Regions from separate parts of the Mus musculus genome. Here region 1 is linked to region 2. A link is a contact called in public Hi-C data. All regions are on one chromosome and are shown on one strand. The core of a region is the stretch at or near the end of the contact, and the rest is flanking DNA. Distances in the headings are between cores, read along the strand shown.

The links. Hi-C and Micro-C count contacts between places; a contact is called where the count stands out from the background.
Region 1: a Hi-C map of cerebellar granule neurons shows a contact between it and region 2, with 2.6 times the contacts expected there. The contact joins two enhancer-like sites. A contact is called at or near these places in 8 of 484 Hi-C or Micro-C datasets (the HPC-7 cell line, the N1E-115 cell line, cerebellar granule neurons and 3 more) and 2 of 115 datasets of contacts at active chromatin or transcription factors (T-cell acute lymphoblastic leukemia and double positive thymocytes).

The regions. Positions count from the first base shown.
Region 1 is chr11:53,026,913-53,030,323 of GRCm38.p6, forward strand. All of the region lies in intron 4 of Fstl4 (follistatin-like 4), which reads left to right. Among named protein-coding and RNA genes, the nearest start is that of Gm11186, 91 kb to the right of the region's middle. Within about 2 kb of position 2,044, at least 1 of the 459 cell types and tissues checked has an H3K27ac peak or open chromatin away from gene starts, as enhancers often do. A contact at or near this core is called in cerebellar granule neurons, where this site is marked.
Region 2 is chr11:52,878,375-52,881,666 of GRCm38.p6, forward strand. All of the region lies in intron 3 of Fstl4 (follistatin-like 4), which reads left to right. Among named protein-coding and RNA genes, the nearest start is that of Fstl4, 120 kb to the left of the region's middle. RefSeq lists an enhancer at 1-129. Within about 2 kb of position 1,822, at least 6 of the 459 cell types and tissues checked have an H3K27ac peak or open chromatin away from gene starts, as enhancers often do. A contact at or near this core is called in cerebellar granule neurons, where this site is marked.

The DNA.
Region 1 (3,411 bases), core at 794-3,293, 150 kb after region 2:
TTTCCCTGCTTCCCAGCTAGTAGACTGCACATGAATGAGCCACCATGGTTTATATCCCTCTTAATGATCTCCACATGGATACTGAAGCCATTTTCCCCTAGTGGGTGCTTGTGCTTTGAGGATGAAGGGCAGCCCAGCTATGGGGACAACAGCAGCTTCCTCCTTCCCAGACAGGTCTGCACTGTCACCAGGCTAGAAAGCACATCCGCTCCCAGCCTTCTGGGCAGGTCACAGGTATTCATTCTATTCCTTCCCTTGAAGGAACAACTCCGTATGCTTAACTTTCCACATTCTTCTGGTGCTTGTCTGTGAGTACAAAGGCTCCCATGACTTCTACAGAAAGGTGAGCCATCACCCACCACCTCCTCTCTGATCACGGTGCCACCCTGAGCCCCGTGCTCACGTCCTGGGCGGCAGTTCCCACCTCTGGCTCTTGCCTCTTCTAGCACCATTTCGTCTCAGAGGGTACATCTGCAATTGAAGGGCAAGAGAGGCCAAGCCTGGGGCTGCCTGCAGACCAGCCATCCTAGGGCTCTGCTCTGCATGGCTGCCCTGGAAAGCAGGGCTATGCAGTCCCACCATCAGGCTGACTGGTTGTAATCATCTCCTGCCTTTTTCTCTTCTGAGCTGGGACAGGTCTTCTCTTCCTCTGAGTATCCCTCACTGCTCAGCCTCCTAACTATGCCTTCTGCCACCATCATCCTACATACTTTGCCTGAGCCTCTCAGCTGGGAACACAGGGCAGCACCTGGTTCCTCCTCTGCCCTGGAGAACCCCTGTGTCAGGACATAATCAGGAGTATCAAGCTCTGACTAAATGCGCAGTACCGAATCAAAAGATAGTCAGTCAAAGTTGGAGTGACCAGAAAGCTTCCAGAAAAGGGAAGATGGTGACCTTGGCTAAGCAAAGGAGCATTAAAACCTGACTCTCCTGAGGATGTAGTTGGTAAAGTAGTTGCCTAGCATTCACAAAGCCTTGGGTTTGAACCCCAGAACTGCATAAACCAGGCATGATGCTACATGCCCATAGCCCCATCACTAGCGAAACAGAGACAGGAAGATAAGTTCAAGGTCCTCTTCAGCTACAGAGTTTGATACCATTCTGGAATACTTGAAATTCAATCTTAAAATAAAGAGATATAACTGGTTATATCTTTACATTTATATCATATTTTTATTTATGTGTATACCACAGTGTGTGTGTGTGTGTGTGTGTGTGTGTAAGCCAGAATACAGCTTCTGAGAGTTCCTTCTCTTCCTCTACCATGTGGATCCCAGGGATGGAGCCCAGGTAATCAGGTTTGGCAGCAAGCTCTTTACCCACTGAGCCACCTCACTGACTCTGGCCTGTGGTTTTGCCACCACCAGGAAATGTCTCAACTGTGGAACTCTTCCAGGTTAATTGATCTAAGCCCTGGTGGTGACAAATGACCCAATGACAGATTTGAAACAGAAAAATAAATATCACAAGGGTATGGTCCTAGGGTGCTGGCTGGGGTTTCTAAACACATACCATATAGCAGGCTCTCACCAGTCAAGATGGGGCCTGTCTTACACGGAGATCTTACAGAGAACAAAGTAGGTCAGGGAATGAAGAGGCTGGGTACCATGTCCTGGAATTCTGATCTCATTGGGTTGTGACTCAAAACCGACTTCCTGCTGGGTGTCCTCCCTCTGTCCTGCATAGTCACAGGGTCAGCCTGCCTTCCTCTCAGTCCCCTGCTGTTGTAGTATTCTGTGACCCTGCTAGGCATTAGGCGTCTCCATGTGAATCTCAGCCAAGGTCCTATGAGGAGCCGAGAGTCCAGGCAGTGATTAACTAGAGGACCATGTGCCTTCGGTGATTAGCAAGATATACCATTGCAAAGAGCAGCCGTTGAATAATGAGCTCCTTGCTTTATTACAAGGCTTGACTCCCTTGAGCCAAGTCTAAATGCCAACTGAATCCTGAACTTTGAAAGATCCAAAGAGATTAACAGGAGCACAGTAAGAGCTACCTTGGATGGCTTTGGAGGCAGGCCATGTGCGGGTACAGAACCCAAGCCAATCCTAGAAGCCAGCCTCTATAGCTTCCTGCCCTCACCAGCAGGGGTAGCCACCAATCTTGGCTCAAGACTGACTTTTCTCACCATGAGAACTGAATCCATCTGCTGGAAAATCCCCCTTCACAAGAAAGCTCTTGGCCTGCCAAGTGATCTTCTCTTGGTTAAAAATAATAAAAAATAAAAATAAAAAGAGCAATTCCAATGGGCCAGACAGGGGCTGGGGACATGGCTCAGTTGGCAAAGTCCTTGCCTTGTAAGCAGGAGGACCTGAGTTGAATCCATGTCACAAGATCCAGGCACGTTAGCACATGCTAGAGAAACAGCAGAGAAGAGAAGCTTCCCAGCCGGGGTGCAAGAGTTTGAGTGTGTTGTACATAGGGTACTTTCTCCTTCTGGTAATGGTACGTGATAATACGGTCACCCCTGAGCTTGCCCGGCCCTCAACTCCCACTATTTCATATACTGAAAGCCAACTTCGGAAGCTGTAGAAAACTCCAGAATTACATCATTTTTGTAGCATGGTAACCCTCACACCATCCTGCTGCATCACACTCAGTATGTATGCCAGCCCTTTGTCCCGCAGCTCCGAAGTATGTATATATATGTGTGTATGTATGTATATGTATATAAACATATACATACATATATATATATGTCACCTGCCTGATAAGTAGTTACCTCAGCATTCAGAATGACTGCCACAGTTCAGCAATGCTTGCACACACAGTTTGGTACTTCCAGTTACAGACAGTCACTGGGAGTATTTGAGTCCACCCACAGAAGACTCCAGTATGCACGGGTCAGTGCCAGCCAGGAAAGCTTAGCTGAGCCTAGGTATTCGAAAACTGTATTGGAGATCAACTGACTGACTCTAGACACACCAAATCTCTAGCCCAGTCAGAGATGGGGCTAGTATTACCTGCTATGTGTGTTCCACCATAATCACACTGTAAGTGTAATAAAACTAGGTGGCATGGCCCAAACCTCAAAGATCAACAAAGGTGATCTTACCAGGGAACACATATCCAGGCTTAAAGTCACTTCCAAGGAGCCAGCGTCAAAACGCCAAATTCCTGATGGGACGAAGCTAATGTGCTCCAGACAAGGCTGGCAGGGCAGGATAAAGGCTCCTGCAGTTCTCAGAAAGTAGCATCTTGATCCTGCTTGTTGGGCTTGGGTTTATCCATAACACAGCACAGATAACAGCATTCCAGCTGACCAGCAAAGAGGAATGTGAAATTGTGTTTGGTTTCTATTCAGGTCTATCCCTGTCACCAGTGAGATTGTTTGATTTGTTCTCTCCCAAGGATCAGAGCTTGGCAGGCTCTTTAAAACCATTGCCTTTCCTTTCCTTTTCTCCATTCCTG
Region 2 (3,292 bases), core at 572-3,071:
TAAGATGGGTATGTTTGATGGGCATCGAGCAGAGATGTAGTTTATTGGATTTTATCTTGCAACTGATTTGTTTCTGCCAGACGTTGATATGCAGCCCCGATGCCGTGATTTCAGGCCCCGGGAGTATTAATGTTACAAACAACCTTCCGTTGCTCCGTCTGCTAGTAGGAGCCTTAATTTATCACAGAGATGGTAGAGTTGCTGTTTCTCATCTACTGGTAAAAAAAAAAAAAAAAAAAAGCCAGGCAGCTGTGGGCAATGTGTGTAGGGAATGTGTCCTCTCTTTTAAGAATTCATTCTTTGGAATAAGAGAGAAATTTATTCTAAAATATCTTCATCCCGAAGGAAATAAAAACCCTGCTTAATGGCAAAGGCTCTCCCTTGGGCTTTGATTAAGCAGATTTGCAAGGCTGGGCTTTCTGTACCTGTTGTTTGTCATTGGGGCCCAGTTAGACTCGGGGAAGAAAATCTTGTCTCAGGCACCTAATGTGACAGGTACCTTCTGGGACCCAGATGTCTGCCTGCAGGAACCTGCTGCCGCCACAGGTGTGCTGGGAGGACACATGTGTCCAGTGAGCGACCTGCTGGTCACTGTGGAATGAAGGCAGGACAGATTCGTCTGTTCCTTAGCCTCGATGTGATGCCTCACATAATACTCTTTTTTTTTCTGATTATAAAGACAAAACCCTTTCTTATAAAAAACTGAATTCATAACTTCATAGACAGAGGAAGACAGAACTAGTTGTGGGACAGTGAAGATGGCTTAGTGGATAAAAATGCTACCATGCAAGTGTGAGATCCTGAGTTTGAATCCCCAGAACCTATGAAAAAGCCAAGCACACAGCGTGAGCTTCTGTAATCCCCACACTTCTATGGGGAGATGGGAGGCAGAAACAGGTGCGTCCCTGAAAGTGCCTGAGCCAGCTGGCCTGGAGTGTGAGGCAGAAAACAAGGGGACCCTGTCTTAACCAGAGGGATGGCAAGTTCTGACACCTTGCTTGTCCTCTGACCTCCATACAAATGCTATGGCATGTAGTCCCATCCATACGTATGAATACACACACACACACACACACACACACACACACACCCTCTCCTCCCTCTTGTCTTTTCCTTGGTATCCCATCAACAAGACTTAGTGTTTGTTGCCGTTCTATCTGTCCCCGGCCTAGTCTAATAAACATTTATATTGTTTCCACAACTGAAATCTTTCTGTATATTTCCATCTGACTTCAGGTTTTGTACTTAATTCTATATTTCTTATGTGACCTCTGCAGAGAAAAGTCATCGTAGCACCACAACAAAGCAACAGCTTGGCTTACAGTGCCATGCCCTCTTTCAATCCAAGAGAAGGGGATCCCACTCAGTGGCTAAGGGCATTTGCTAGACTTGGTTTCCAGCTTCCACAGGCCAGTTCACAACTGCCTGTAACTCTGGTTTTAGAGGAGCTGATGCCCTCTTCTGATATCCATAGATGTTGTACACATATGATACACATGCATGCACTCAGGCACATACATAAACTATATATACATATATATGTACATATATATATATAATATATTTTTTTCAGAGAGGGGGTAGGCATTAAATTATTCTATAAATGAGTGATTATAATTGGGATAAGAGCTGTGAAGCAGATGAACAGGGGGTCCTGGGCACCCAATAGTCTTAGGAAATCAGAAAGATTCTTAGCTATTAATGCTCAGGGCTGAAAGCTGAGGCCTGGCTGACCAGGCAGAGCCCTGGAGAAGAGCAGCAGGGGAGTTGGCCAAGAGCTCAGGCAGGAGGAAGTGGAAAGGAAAAGCCAACCGCACAGGCAGGAGGAGGAAATATCTGAAACAAGGTAACACAGGAGATGTGGCAAGGACTGCATGAGTGGCTATGGTCTAGGATAGGGGGCTTCGAATGAGAGAATTGACAAGCAGGTTTCAATCATGGATATGGCTGGAAAGAGTAGGTGTGCAGTTCTGTGTGGTCATTCTATTGTACAGAATAGGGATAGATGAGTGGCTATGAGGAGCTGAGTCAGGAGGCCACCACTATAATCTAGATGACCCATTCTGGAGGATTGGGATAAGATAGATGGAGAACTGCCGGTCAGTATCTATGCTCTTCTGTGTTTGAGGAGCACGCTGTTGAACCCCAGTGCCTCACTGGCAATGGGGAAAGGAAAAGAAAAAGCCACACTGGAGCTGTGTCCTAGATTCCTACCGTTTGCCTTTGGACAGAAGCACCAGATGCTGAAATAGGGAGACATGGGAGGACCAGGTCTTCAGAGGCCAAGGGATGATGGGGGCTGAGTTGGATGTGGAGTTGGAGAGAAGATGTCTTGTCTTTGCAGACTGAAATGAAGCATGTATTCTGGGTGAAAGGTTGAGAGTTTGAGATCAGCAAGCAGACATCAGAAGAAGTAACAAGTGATTGAATCGGTCTGGGCTGAGGTGGTCTAGGGAGGCAGCACCTCTGTACTTTGGGAGGGGGAGGTAGGATGTGTCTTGGCTGCCCCTCCTCGTGTCTATCCATCCGGGCTCATCTGAAGTCAACTGTTGGTGACAGCTCTCGCCATTTAGCTTTGTGCTGCAGCCAGCACCTGCTGGCTCACGGGTGCTTACTGCCCCCCATCTTTGGGAATTTTCTGAGCCTGTTGTTTGCATGTGGCCATGCCAGGAGCCATTCACACATGGTCACTGGCAAGTGCTATGAATCGGGGCTTTGAAAATGACCTGTTCCTTTTCACAGATAACAGATTGTTAAATATTTACCCGCATGCTGTTGTCTGTGACCAACCTCTGTATTTGTTTCTGGTGTCGGGTGTGGTTTCCTTTCCCTGGGAACCGTGAGAGGCAGTTATCCGTGATCGTTTTGATTTATGTCTTGAAATTATCTGATTTGCTTTTAAATCATCAGCCCTTCAGGGTAAAGAGATCCTTGAGTCATGGACCTGTCTTCGTCTCAGCGTGGGCTCTCTGTGCCCTGCAGACAGATGACTACACACTTGGGGACCTAGCACAAACGTGGGCTCTTGAAGCTGCTCTAGTTTAATAAGTGTCTTGGCCAGTTCAGTGCTGTTCTTGGCTTAGGCATCCGTGGGCTCTTTCTCGAGGTTCAAGGGGCAAGCTCACCTCTGTGCCCTACTGCCGAGTGCTGACTGATTTCAGCCTCTCATGACAACAGGACTAAAGTCCCCAATTTTTTTGCTGGCTGATAGAGCTGCTATAGAGCTGCTATATTCCTTAACATCCCAATGTCTTCTGCCACATGCCCCGCAGAGATACTGATCTCTCTGTTC